Regions from separate parts of the Sus scrofa genome. Here region 1 is linked to region 2. A link is a contact called in public Hi-C data. All regions are on one chromosome and are shown on one strand. The core of a region is the stretch at or near the end of the contact, and the rest is flanking DNA. Distances in the headings are between cores, read along the strand shown. Region 1 overlaps SIN3A (paired amphipathic helix protein Sin3a). Region 2 overlaps CSPG4 (chondroitin sulfate proteoglycan 4).

What was found. Hi-C and Micro-C count contacts between places; a contact is called where the count stands out from the background.
Region 1: a contact with region 2 is called in a Hi-C map of skeletal muscle, with 2.5 times the contacts expected there. The contact joins two enhancer-like sites. A contact is called at or near these places in 1 of 47 Hi-C or Micro-C datasets (skeletal muscle) and 1 of 2 datasets of contacts at active chromatin or transcription factors (skeletal muscle).

Annotation. Positions count from the first base shown.
Region 1 is chr7:58,221,289-58,227,937 of Sscrofa11.1, forward strand. It overlaps SIN3A (paired amphipathic helix protein Sin3a), which reads left to right. Exons shown (of 23, transcript XM_021099023.1): 16 at 1-21; 17 at 1,532-2,105; 18 at 4,631-4,800. Among named protein-coding and RNA genes, the nearest start is that of MAN2C1, 23 kb to the right of the region's middle. Within about 2 kb of position 4,248, at least 2 of the 83 cell types and tissues checked have an H3K27ac peak or open chromatin away from gene starts, as enhancers often do. A contact at or near this core is called in skeletal muscle, where this site is marked.
Region 2 is chr7:57,986,247-57,993,018 of Sscrofa11.1, forward strand. It overlaps CSPG4 (chondroitin sulfate proteoglycan 4), which reads left to right. Exons shown (of 10, transcript XM_003128485.6): 10 at 1-2,356. The coding sequence ends at 1,171. Among named protein-coding and RNA genes, the nearest start is that of SNX33, 26 kb to the right of the region's middle. Within about 2 kb of position 5,230, at least 24 of the 83 cell types and tissues checked have an H3K27ac peak or open chromatin away from gene starts, as enhancers often do. A contact at or near this core is called in skeletal muscle, where this site is marked.

The DNA.
Region 1 (6,649 bases), core at 2,998-5,497, 230 kb after region 2:
ATTGAGAGTATCTATGATGAGGTAAGCCGGAGGTCTCTACATCCTTGAGAAGTCTCCAGTATATATGTCAGCATAACTTTGACTCCGGCAGATTACCTTTGTTATTTGAATGGGAGACCTGTTGATTCTTGCTTCGTAGTTGTCATAGCCTCTATTCCTGAATCTACCTTTTTATTTTATTTTATTTTTTTGTCTTTTTGCCTTTTCTAGGGCCTCTCCTGTGGCATATGGAGATTCCCAGGCTAGGGGGTCCAGTTGGAGCTGTAGCCACCGGCCTACACCAGAGCCACAGCAACGCGGGATCCGAGCTGCATCTGCAACCTACACTACAGCTCACGGCAATGCCGGATCCTTAACCCACTGAGCAAGGCCAGGGATCGAACCCACAACCTCATGGTTCCTAGTCAGATGCATTAACCACTCTGCCACAACAGGAACTCCATATTATTTTTTTTATTTATGTATTTTTTCTGCTGTACATCCTAGATGTAAAAGTAGATCCTAAAGTAAATCCTAGATCTCATGGGGACCAAGTTACACATACATGTATACATTTTTTTTCCTCCCTTTGTTCTGTTGCGATGTAAATATCTAGGCAGGTTCTCAGTGTGATTCTACCATTCTAAATCTAAGCCTCACTAAGCTGTTGTATTGGCTTCCCAGTTTATGATCCCGGTTTCAGTTCATGCCCATCATCTCCCTCTCCCACTTCTCTCCCCATCTATTTCCCTAAAATTCCTTAGAGCTCACCTCAACTCCCCACAACTTAAAATACCTATCATTGATCCCCAGACTTTCTTCTTCTTTTTCTTTTTTTGGCCATGCCCATGGCATGTGAAAATTGGAAGTTCCCAGGCCAGTGATCAAACCCCTGTCACAGAAGCTACTCAAGCCACTGCACTGACAACGCCGGATCTCTAATGTGGTGTGCCATAAGAGAACTCCCCCCCATACTCTTCCTAATCCTTGTTTGTCATCCTTACCAGGATTATATATAGTACTAGGAGCTAGGATACAGAGATGAATAAGAAATTAATCCTACTTTCTTCGAGCTTACAGTCTTAGGGGATAGATAGAAACAAACACAGTGTGATTGAGATTCCTAGAAGTGGTGTGATCTGGGATTTTAAAAAACTTCTTATGATAATTTCAAACATATGCAAAAGGGGAGAGAATAGTAAAATGAGCTTACGTAAACTTGAATAATCATCTCTCTTTTGCCTGTTTCATTGTATCTGTTAACCTTCCAAACTCCCACCACAGAAATATTTTAAAGTAAATCCTAGATCTCATATCGTATCCTCCATAAATATTAACTTAGAATTTTAAAAAATGGTCCCAGTTCTGTCCCATTTTCCATATAAGTCTAAAATGTCTGAAAGATACAAATCGTTGTGGTATCAAACACATTATCTTTTTGTTTTTGAATGTTTGGGATTGGAAAATAATGGCTGCTATGGTGTAGTCTCGTAGGTCTGTTTATCATCTCTGTAGGTATGTCACATAATGCTTTCTTTCTCTTTCCTGTTAGAGGCAAGAGCAGGCTACGGAAGAAAATGCTGGTGTGCCTGTTGGCCCACACCTCTCACTTGCCTATGAAGATAAGCAGATTCTGGAAGATGCTGCTGCTCTGATTATCCACCATGTGAAGAGGCAGACAGGCATTCAGAAGGAGGACAAATATAAAATCAAGCAAATCATGCATCACTTCATTCCAGATCTGCTCTTTGCTCAGAGAGGTGATCTCTCGGATGTGGAGGAAGAGGAAGAAGAAGAGATGGATGTAGATGAAGCCACAGGGGCAGCTAAGAAGCACAATGGTGTTGGGGGCAGTCCCCCTAAGTCCAAGCTACTGTTTAGTAACACAGCAGCTCAGAAGTTAAGAGGGATGGATGAAGTATACAACCTCTTCTATGTTAATAATAACTGGTATATCTTTATGCGACTGCACCAGATACTCTGCCTGAGGCTGCTGCGGATTTGTTCCCAAGCTGAACGGCAAATTGAGGAAGAAAACCGAGAGAGAGAGTGGGAACGGGAAGTGCTAGGCATAAAGAGAGACAAGAGTGACAGCCCTGCCATCCAGTTACGCCTCAAAGAACCTAGTAAGTGTTTAGTTGATTGGTCTACAAGAGAGTGTGTTGGCCTACAGAAGATGTGAAGGGTTGGGGACCTCAGAACCTAGTTAGACTCTGAACTGCTTTCTTGCTTTCTTTTCTTTCTTTTCACGGCTGTACCTATAGCATGTGGAAGTTCCCAGGCTAGGGGTTGAATTGGAGCTGCAGCTGCAGGCCTGTGCCACAGCAGCAACGGATCAGAGCTGCATCTTTAACCTATGCTGCAGCTTGTGGCAACACCGGATCCCTGATCCGCAGAGGGAGGCCAGGGACTGAACTCTCATCTTCATAGAAACATTGAGTCCTTAACCTCCTGAGCCACACTGGGGACTCAAGGGCTGCTTTCTGTTATACGTAGAATACAGGCAGGCCTTATAACACTGCAGTTTACTGGTTGTGTGGCCTTACTTAAACTCTCTGAATCTGTTTAGCTATAAAGTGGAGGTGCTACTTGTTGTCTTGTGGGGTTGTTAGGAGAATTGGAGAAAATATTCGAAGCACCCTTCATGTTGCTTGGATCATGGACACTAGCTGCTATAATGGACACCAGGGACGTGGGTGTCGGTTACCATCAGTTTCCCAAATGGCAGATCTCTGGGTTCCTGCAAAGTGTTTAAAGGACAGAGTGACTAAATCAAATCCATTACATAAATTCCTAGTTATTCATGCCTGAGACAGATGCAGGTAAGGAGATGGGGACTCAGGAGATGGCTCGAGATAGCAGAATAGGCAGAACAGAAATGAAGATAGAAAACTCAGGAAAAGAAACTAAATGAAGGGCAAGGAAGCCACCTTGTGCTCTAAGTAATTCTGTGCCACTTGCTTCTAGATAAGTCTTCAGGTCATAAGTTAAATACTTGAGCTGTGAGCCAGAAGCCTTTTTGTAAAGCCTTCTATGCTCTTTAGGAAATAGCCAGTCTTTTTTGGCATGAATTATCTTTTTTTTTTTTTTTTTTTTTTTTTTAACTTGCTGATGTAAGAAGCCCTTGTGAAGGACTGGCTTTCTATCTATTGAAAAGCTCCCCCTAGGAATTAATTCTAATAGCCTTTATCTGGATTAATCCTAGCTTGACAGAGACAATTTTAAGAACTCAATGTGGTGATTCCATCTGCTTGGGTAAAAATGAGAGAGAAAATGGCCTAATCCTGGCTTGACCATTGACTTAACCTGGTTTGATGCTTACAAAGTTTGTTCTTGAGTAATAATGCCGAGCCTTACACTGATTGTGGCCCATGTGTACGGGTCTGTGATTTGTACTCATAGCTTTATTCTGACATGAAAGTGGTTTTCACAGGAGTAGCACTGCCCATGCCTATGCTGCAGATCTGAACACAGTGATATTCGGTAATGAAATTGAAGCCAGTTGCTTCTTTTAAATAGTAATTGTCCTGTTTTGCCTATCTTTAATCCATCACACTTCAAGTAAGTGGAAATGGACTCAGCTTTTGCTTTCAGACTTCTTTCCCCTCTACAGACTTTAAAAAGAGGTAACTAAATGTCAGAGACACAGAGTTCTTTTTGTAATTTTTTCTTTTTTCGTTTTAGTGAACTTTTTATTGAAGTGAAACACATATACAGAAAAGTATACAAATCTGAATTGTATAGCTCAGTGAATTTTTTTTCCAACTGCTGTTTTATTTTTTTATTTAGCTCAATGAATTTTTACAAAGCAAACACACCCGTGTAACCGGCAGCCCAGATCAAGAAAGAACACAACCAGTACCCTCAGTAGTCCCTTCTTGCCACTGTCTTTCTGCCAGTGCTGGAGATCAAATTTGCCTGTGTTTGAGCTTTACGTAAATGGGTCTTATTTTAGTAAGCTAAAGGCGGAGGCCTTTCACCTTTCCTTGTGCCCTCTGCTAGTTGCCAGACTGACAAGATGCCAGCTAGTGGTTGAATTGATTCATATGCAGCGAGTACAGATCATTTAATGTAATTTGTGAAGTACAATGTTGGGAATCCATTTTTAAACAAAAGGACTTTGACAAATGCAGATTACTTCATTATTCATAGATGATTTAATTTGTGCTCCTATTTTTCTATTCCCGAGAGGTTTCCCAGTGATAGGTATGGCTCTGTCTTTTCTCTTCAGCACTTTATGCTTTGCCGAAATAGCTGTATGAGCAAGTGACCCATGTGAGGCATGCTCTTTGCAGGCTGTGAGAACAGGTTCCTCTCACAGCAGGGAGCCCACAACGTTATGAAGAAACGTCTTCCCTGGGATATTTTGCTCTCCTCTCACCCAGATCCCAGCCATACTTAAGTGTCTTTCTGGCTGGAGTGTTAAGAAGCCTCTGTTAAAGTTGCAGAGTCACTCTCCTTTGATAGACAACACTGGGGGTTGTAGCCACCTGTCAAGATTTCATCTTTCTGCAGCAGACTGAATGGGTATGTTTCGAATACATAGCGTTTGTTCTTTCAAATGCTCTTTAGGCCAGCTGTGGGGTTTGCCCTGCCCTCTCCGATCTTTTTTTAGTAGGGTGAGGCCTCACCTATCCTCTCTCTCCCACAGTGGATGTTGATGTAGAAGATTATTACCCAGCTTTCCTGGACATGGTGCGGAGCCTGCTGGATGGCAACATAGACTCGTCCCAGTACGAAGATTCTCTGAGAGAGATGTTCACCATTCATGCCTACATTGCCTTTACCATGGACAAACTCATCCAGAGCATTGTGAGACAGGTGAGGGCGTGGTGGAGGCTAGGGTTGCTGAGGGAGAAAGTCTTTACCTAAAGATGGATCGGGAAAGAGAAAAGGCAAGATTTCTGTTGGGAAAGGAAAGGCAGTCTTCTCATAAAATGATGTTTGTGAATACATGGTTCTATAGAGAAGAGGGGGAGGTTAACGTGACATCACATTTCTCCTGTTAACAGAGTAGCAGTACTTTAGCCGTGTGGTTGACTCCTTTGCTTGGCTCAGGATGCCCTGTAAGCCTACCTCAGACCTGATCTTTTGCCTCAAGCATCAGTCCTGACCCCAGCTCCCTGCCCTGACTTCCCAGTTCGTACCTCGTGTACCAGGCGTGAGCTCGGTTTTCTCTTCTGTACGTGTTGGTAATTCTATGGGATTTTCCTCATTTAACATTTGGAGTTTTTTCTCACAAGAGTTTCATATTACATCTTTTAAAATATTCTGTCCACCTTACTATCTGAGGTTCCCTCTGAATTAAATTTGTGGTTGATTTTGTGGTTTATTCCTATGGCACCTTGGGAGTTTGTAATAGTCAGGTTTCCACTCCTTTGTCTTGAGTTCTGAATGCTCGAAGGATCAGATTCTGGTCAGTGCACTGCTTTCTTTAAAGTGAAAACTTGTAAAAAGAAAATACTAATTCTAGAGTCCTTACCATCACTATGGGGGGTGGGGGGAAGCTTGTTGCTCAGTGTTTTTTGGGGTAAAATAAGGAATCGTTGGCTAAGCACTCATGCTTTTGCCTTGAATTTAGAAGGATGCATGATGGAGTTCCCGTCGTGGCTCAGTAGTAACAAACCAGACTAGTATCCATGAGGAGTTGGGTTCAATCCCCGGCCTTGCTCAATGGGTTAAGGATCTTGTGTTGCTGTGATCTGTGGTGCAGGTTGCAGACAGGGCTCAGATCCTGAGTGGCTGTGGCCGTGGTATAGGCCGGCAGCTGCAGCTTCTATTCAACCCCTAGCCAGGGAACCTCCATATGCTGCAGGTGTGGCCCAAAAAAGACAAAAAAAAAAGAGGGTTGTGTGACTCTGCACCCCTCTCACAGGATCTACTCAGAGTCAAAGAGTGCTTCACATAATTGAATCTTGGCATCTTCATGAAAGTGGTCAGGCAGAGAGCTGAAAGTTGAAGAGGTTATTAGGCCTTCCCTTCTGTATGGTGATGCACAGAAATCATTATGTAGATACAATGCACTATTGTCAGAATTTTTGAAAGACTGATGCCTGTTAATTTCTCCTAAATTTATGTGAAATAGACTCCAGTTATTATGTGCTTATGTTTCTGCTTACAAGTTTGCTGCTGCTACAGCTAGCAGTAAAGTCTTTCATACTTCCAGCATAATTTTAAAAATCCAATACCACCAGCTTTTTGTAAGCCTAAGTTGTTTGGCTTTTTTAGACAATAGCTATAATTTGTCCATTTACTATGGGCACCTGGTTATGATTTTGAGTTAATATTATGTAAAAATATCCAGTCTTTTTTCAAAGTGGAGGTAGGTTTTATCCAGAAATCCAAATTGTGTTTTTAAAGCATATGTTTATGCTTTTCATCTTAACTCCTCAATTAAAGGTGACGTCTCTTATTCTCTCTTTTGCCATTCTCCCAGAGTTTGTTGCTGACTGGAGATGGAACATATATTTCCAAGTTCAAATCATATATTTATCTTAACTTTTCCAGACTAGTTGAAGAGGAATTTGTCGTAAGGATACACTAGGCAGTCTCACAAACATGTAGTATGGGACTCAGATATGACCAGACCATATAGAGATTAGACGGGGAAGGTTTTTTTCCCCTCTCCTGTGTACTTCCTTTCTGGACGTCTGCTCCATCCTCATGCTTC
Region 2 (6,772 bases), core at 3,980-6,479:
GGTTGTGGACGTCTTGCCCTCAGCCATTGAAGTGCAGCTGCGGGCACCCCTAGAGGTGCCCCAGGCTGTAGGGCGCTCCTCCCTGAGCCGGCAGCAGCTCCAGGTGGTTTCCGATCGGGAGGAGCTGGACGCAGCCTACCGCCTCACCCAGGGGCCCCGCTACGGGCACCTTCTGGTGGGCGGGCAGCCCGCCACGGCCTTCAGTCAGCTCCAGGTAGACCAGGGTGAAGTGGTCTTTGCTTTCACCAACTTCTCCTCCCCTCACGACCAGTTCAGCATCCTGGCACTGGCCAGGGGTGCCAACGCGTCGGCCACAGTGAATGTCACCGTAAGGGCTCTGCTGCATGTGTGGACAGGTGGACCATGGCCCCAAGGTGCCACCCTCCGCCTAGACCCCACCGTCTTAGATGCGGGCGAGCTGGCCAACCACACAGGCAGTGTGCCGCGCTTCCGGCTCCTGGCGGGACCCCGGCACGGCCGTGTGGTCCGTGTGCCCCGGGCCAGGACAGAGCCCAGGGGCGGCCAGCTTGTGGAGCAGTTCACCCAGCAGGACCTTGAGGATGGAAGGCTGGGGCTGGAGGTGGGCAGGCCAGAGGGTAGCCCTCCTGGTCCTGCTGGCGACAGTCTCACTCTGGAGCTGTGGGCAAGGGGTGTCCCTCCTGCCGTGGCCTCACTGGACTTTGCCACTGAGCCTTATAATGCGGCCCGGCCCTATAGTGTGGCCCTGCTCAGTCTGCCTGAGGCTGCTCGGACAGAGGCAGGGAAGCCAGAAAGCAGTACCCCCACAGGAAAGCCAGGCCCAGCGGCCTCCAGCCCCGTGCCCGCTGTGGCCAGGGGAGGCTTCCTGGGCTTCCTCGAGGCCAACATGTTCAGCATCATCATCCCCGTGTGCCTGGTCCTCCTGCTCCTGGCCCTCATCTTGCCTCTGCTCTTCTACCTCCGCAAACGCAACAAGACGGGCAAGCACAACGTCCAAGTGCTGACTGCCAAGCCCCGCAATGGCCTGGCGGGCGACAATGAGACCTTCCGCAAGGTAGATCCCGGCCAGGCCATCCCACTCACAGCGGTACATGGCCAGGGGCCCCCACAAGGGGGCCAGCCTGACCCAGAGCTGCTACAGTTCTGCCGGACATCCAACCCTGCCCTCAAGAACGGCCAGTACTGGGTGTGAGGCCTGGCCTGGGCCCAGATGCCGATCAGGCCAGGGACAGGCTTGCTCAGGCCCCGGCCCCCATGGCTCCCCTGTCCTGGTGCTGTCTGAATGTTCCCAGAGCCAGAAGCCCTGGGGACACCAGGGGTGGAGGGTGTTGGGAAGAAGTCCCAGGGGTCCAGGACCACGTGGAGTCAAGAGCTGGAACCTCCCCAGCTCACTCCGAGCCAGGAGAACTGCATGGGGCCGAGGGAAGAGGCAGGCTCAGAGTCAGTCCCCTGCCCTGGAGCTGGTGTGGGCTGTCACAACCAGACCCACTTCCTAGATGGTCAGGACTCTGGGTCGTGGGTCTGTGACCTTGGGTAAGTCACACCTGACCCAGGCTGCTAAGAGGACAAGGGGAAGAAAGAGAAGGGAGGGACAGATGGGGACTCCTAGCTTTTCCACGCCAAGCCGGGCCTCCGCGCAGGTCTGCCCCACAGTTGAGAGGAAAACTTTTTTCCCCTAGTTTTTTAGGGAGATGATGTTCCCTGGAGCAGAGGGCAGGAGGAGAAAGCTCCTCCACTCCCTGGAAGGCATAAACCAGTAGAATAATATATCCAGGGTGCAAGCCGGGTGGGTCGCTCTGGGATGAGTTTAATTAAGGGAGATTGCAAGGAAGCTATTTAATACGGTGCTGAGCTAGCCAAGACTGATGGAGCCTCTGGGGTGAGGGGTAGAGAAGTATCTGAGGCCAGCTCATTCTCAGGGCCCCACCTTGATGGGCTGATGGCTAGGCCAGCATGGGTCTGTGGCCTCGGAGTGGGTTGGGCTGGGGGGCATGTAGGGTCTCAGGCCAAGAACCACTGCAGTGCCTGTGTTCCCCTGCAGATGGAGGGGTGGGTACTTGGGGGCACTCAGTTCCACGGCGCCTGGATAAATGGTGCTTCAGAGGTTCTGGACAGCTGCGTGTTTTTTGTCTGACTATGCACTGGGCCCTTTTCCCCACCAGCCTACACTCCCCTGATGCGGGCCATCCTGCTGGACCTCAGCCACCAGGATGGATGGGGCCTGAATGTCCACCTCCTAGAGCCTTCCAGATATCCTCTGACAATCTTTTGTGGGATGGAACCAAAGCCTGTCAGTTTAGTAGAGATAGGCTAGATCCTCTCCAAGGAGAAGAAAGAAGGAAGGAAGGAAGGAGGGAAAAAGAGAGAAAGAAAGAAAGAAAGGGAGGGAGGGAGGGAGGGAGGAAGGAAAGAAGGAAGGAAGGAAAGAAGGAAGGAAGGAAGGGGAAAGAAAGAGAGAAAGAAGGGAAAGAAAGAAAAAGAAAGAGAAAAAAGGAAAGAAAGAAAGAGGGAAAGAAAGAAAGAAAGAGAAAGAAGGAAAGAAAGAAAGAGGGAAAGAAAGAAAGAAAGAGATGAAACCAAGAGATGTTCAAAGTCCTAGCCGTAGATTTCTTAGCCCAAGTTTGGCCTCCAGCCCTGCTCCTTTCCACCCACCTTCGGAGCAGCAAAGGTGAGGAGAGAAAGGGACTTGGGGATCCCAAGGCTGGGCCATGGTGCTAGGGGCAGCAAAGGCAGAGGGGGACCACCACTGGTGCTCCCCTCAGCTCCCTGAAGATTTTCACGAGGAAGATTTCTGCTGGTCTCTACCCTTCCAGCAAGAAGACCAAGGTAGCCCTTTCTCAAAGGCAGAATGAGCAGCAAGGGTTCCACAAAGTCAGCTGTCCCTGTACGTGGCCTGAGAGCCCATCTCTTGGTGACAGATGGGTCTGAGACACAGCATCCTCAGAAGACCCTTGGTGAGTTGCCAAGGAGCCACCACCCTCTGGCCCCTTCCCTTTGTAGGGTCTCCCAAGGTCAAGGGCAGTGGAAGCAGATTCTGAGTCCCAGGTTATACTCCAGGCCCTTGGGAGCAGGTTGAAATCCTCAGAAGAAAAGCAGCATGAGGGCCATCTGCGCTCTGCGGTGGGAGGGGGGGGCCCACAGGGGATGATGGGGCCCGAGCACAGCTGGACTGGGTTTGGAGAACCCCAGCCAGCCTTTGGCAGCCTTTGATCTGCGTCACCTCATCCCTGTGCCTCAACATTTGTAACATCTGAACCACGAGTTAGGGCGAGAGAGGAGATTCCCTCCTCCCCCCCGGTGCTGTCCCGGACCACCCCTTCCCAGGATGCCCTTTGCATCTCAGCATCCAGCCTCCTAGAGCCTCCCCTGTTCTCAGAAGTTCTAGAGAGGAAACCTGGAATCCTGCTGGATCACTGCTGAAAAGGCCCCCAGAGGACCAAGGAGGCTGGGGTCGAAAGGGAGGGGAAGAGCGTTGCCCAGAGTCACGCACATCCAGTCAGCTGGAGAGTGGACCAGGCCCCTGAGGCACAGCCAGCTCCTGTTGTCACACTGCAAGCCTCCTCCTCACAGAAGGTGGCCAGGACCCATAAGAGAGGGCCCTGCAGCGATCCCTCCATACCCAGAGTTCTCGATCCTGGCCCCAGCTTCCTTTCACAAGCCTGGTCTCTCCAGCAACCCCCAGGCCAGCCTCATCCAGGGGCTCTGTCAAGGGCATCTCCATGCCACACCCCACTGTCTGCCCTACCTCTCCCCGGGGATCGCAAGGCTGCATCCTCAGGGCCCTGATATCCAGGGCCAGTCTCCACCCAGGACAACCAGTTTCCCTGGGAGTGTAAGCCGAGGAGGGTGACAGACCTGCCAGGCAGGATCTGGCCTCGGCTCAGGTTTCCCCCAGAGGTCTGCTGACACCCTCTCTGTTCCCGCAGCCTGGCCTGCCCTGCCCCCAGTGAGCTGGCACGGGCTGACACTACTCCAGCTCATCTCAGCCTGGGCTGGACAGTGGGCTGGCATCCAGGCTCTGTGCCAGCAGCTCTGCCAAGACCTGGGAGAGGATCATTCACTGGCATACCAACCTCAAAACCCGTTCTAAATATGGGGGCTCGATTTAAGTAAACCCTTGCTGGTTTCAGACATGCATCAGAGGCTTAAGAGGGTTGTCACCCACCTTAAAAACTAACTCACCGTTCCTTCCTTTAGGGAGCCAGTTCCTTCTAGGCACTGAGGATAGGAGCCAAGCTGTGTACAAGTGCCCAGGAATGTCCAGGAATCTCCGACCGTCTTATACACTCACGTGCACACACGTGCATGCACACACGTGCATGCACACACAATGCTCTTGTGCTCAAAGCTGTTCACTTTCAGACCTTCAGAAACAAAACACAGAGATAAATACTTGCTTATGTAATACATATGCGTGCGAACACACACACATGCACACACAAGTGCACACACAAACTTTAAAGTTAGGTGAACCTCATCTATGGCCCTCCCACTGTCCCAGGAGCCAAGGACCAGGATGTCCTGTCCCCAGACCCAAGCTGACATCAGCAGAGCTGGAAGTGACCCCACATCAAGAAGGGTGGATGATGGGGGTGTCGGGAACAGAGTAAGGGTTGCCAGAGGGGCCCGGGTCCCCAGCTTGGAAGCTTGGAAGCCACCCTCAATGGTTTAGCCTCTTAGGTGCTGAGGAAGGAGCTCCCTTTGAGTCCCTCTCCTCATTCTAGGAACTGGCCCTTTAAGGAAGTTTCTATGGCAGCTGTAGAAGCTACAGAGCTGGAACCATCATCCTCCAATAGGAAGCAAGAGAAGTGGTCCTCCTCCTCCTCCTCCTCCCAACTAACCCCTCCTGACCAATGAGAACTGTCAGGGGTGCTGGCATCTTCCTCTGAGTCCTGAAGATTCCAGATCTTAAAGGGATGGAGGTACCAGGGCAGCCCCCCAGAGTTCTCTGGTTGGGTCTTCTGTTCCTGGCTGTCACATGTGAGGGAGCTCTGGCAAGTAAATGGAGCTGAGATGGGGACCAGACCTGTTGGACCCCTCTCTGCACAGCCCCTGTCCCATCCTAAGCCTCTTATAGTTAACACCATCCCTGGGTAGTTATTACTGGGATTAGTCAGGCATTGACAAGGGCATTTGGTGCCAAAAATGCTGTGGGACATACAGATAGAAATTTACCCAACCCTTCCTGAAGAGCTCCAGACATGCCAGTGAGTCTCTACCACACCACGTGTGCCCTAACCCAGCAACGTGAGCTGGCTGCTGAGGGCAAGCCCAGAGTGGGAGGGAAGCTGGCTCTGACTGCTTCCTCCTCTTCTTACAGACTGTCCGGCCTTTCCATGGAAGGAGCAGCCACGCAGTGGCTAATGCCGAGCATTCCCAACTGAGCTCCTGGTCACATTTCCATTTTCAGTGCAATGAGGTATAGTGTTTAACTGATAGCTGCTATCCTCATAAAAGGTGCCAGCTCCTCAGAGAGTCCCCTGTGTCCACGAGTATAACTGGTGGGTTGTGGTGTGTTCCTTCACGTGTCAGATGCCCTAGGAGTCCCTAAAGACAGAAGCAGCCCTTGGTTAAATCAACCAGTTGCCAAGAAGGAACTTTTGTACCCAAACGCAGCCTCAGCTGAGGGCTGGAGGATCTTCCCAGGCCCCCAACCTGGGAACTGCCAGCTCTGTTAGCCCAGAGCCCAGAGCTAAACCCAAGACTTCCTTCTGATGCCTGGTGAGCAAGCTTACAGAGGCTGCAAGTGTCGGCCATGAACCCCCAATTAGATGGATTGTCTAAGTCCTCGAAGCAGAGGAGAGTGAGGTTGACAGCGGCCAGGTCTGATCCAGTGGGGAGGGACTGCAGGGAGTAGCCCACTCCCACCCTTACCTCCCAAAAACAGGTCCCTGGAAGTGCAGCAGCCCCTGCAGTCTGCCTTCTGTGATCCAGCTGGTCCTTCCTTCCCTGTCTTCTCCCTGCCTGCAGAGGGAGGGACTAAGGGAGGTGTCCAGCCAAGGTCACCAGTCGGGTGCATTGGGTCGCCCCCAGGGCAGAGCAGCAGCCAGCAGAGGGGGAGGAAGCTGCCTATCCAACTACCAGCCAGGCCTGATCTGTAAGCTGGGGGGTAGCCTGCAAAGGGTGTGGAGCAAGAGAGGCCTGACACAGTCCCTTCCACCCCCAGAACAATTGGCTGTGGCCCCCAGCCTGGGCGAAGGCCCCAGCCCACTGCACCTTGTAGTAAACATAGTTCAGTGCTGTGTGCCCCCTCGGGGCAGCGTCCAGCCGGCCCAGTGCGAGGCCCGTAGAGATGATCAGTAAACATGTATGGCCGGGATGCAGCCCCTCCCTTCCCATAGGCCAAGAGGTTTCTAACCACCAACCCCACCCAGACCTCCTTCCTGGCTTCCCTCATCCCCACGGGGCTGGTGAGGCTTCTCGTGGCTGCTCTGCCCCTCACATCTCATCCAGAGTCCAGGCAGACCTTAAGTTTCTAGGGTTTTAATCTGCCCATCCCAGACTCTTCAGAGTTCGCTTCCTGTCTCTCCACCACCTGTGGCTCCCTCCCACCCAGACATCTGGGCTCTATCTGCCCAGAACCTCAAGGGAAGAACCCTTTGACCAAATTAAATGTGGGAGCCCACCACAGACAGAGTCAATGTTGATTAAATAGGGCAGGAAGTGGGGGACAACCCAGAACCTCTCATACTTAGCCTCCCCTGCTGCTCCAGCCCCTCCTAAGACATCTCTGTGCCAGCAGGTCTGACCACTGCAGGGGTCCCCTGATCTCAATCTTCCCCGGCAAGGAGTA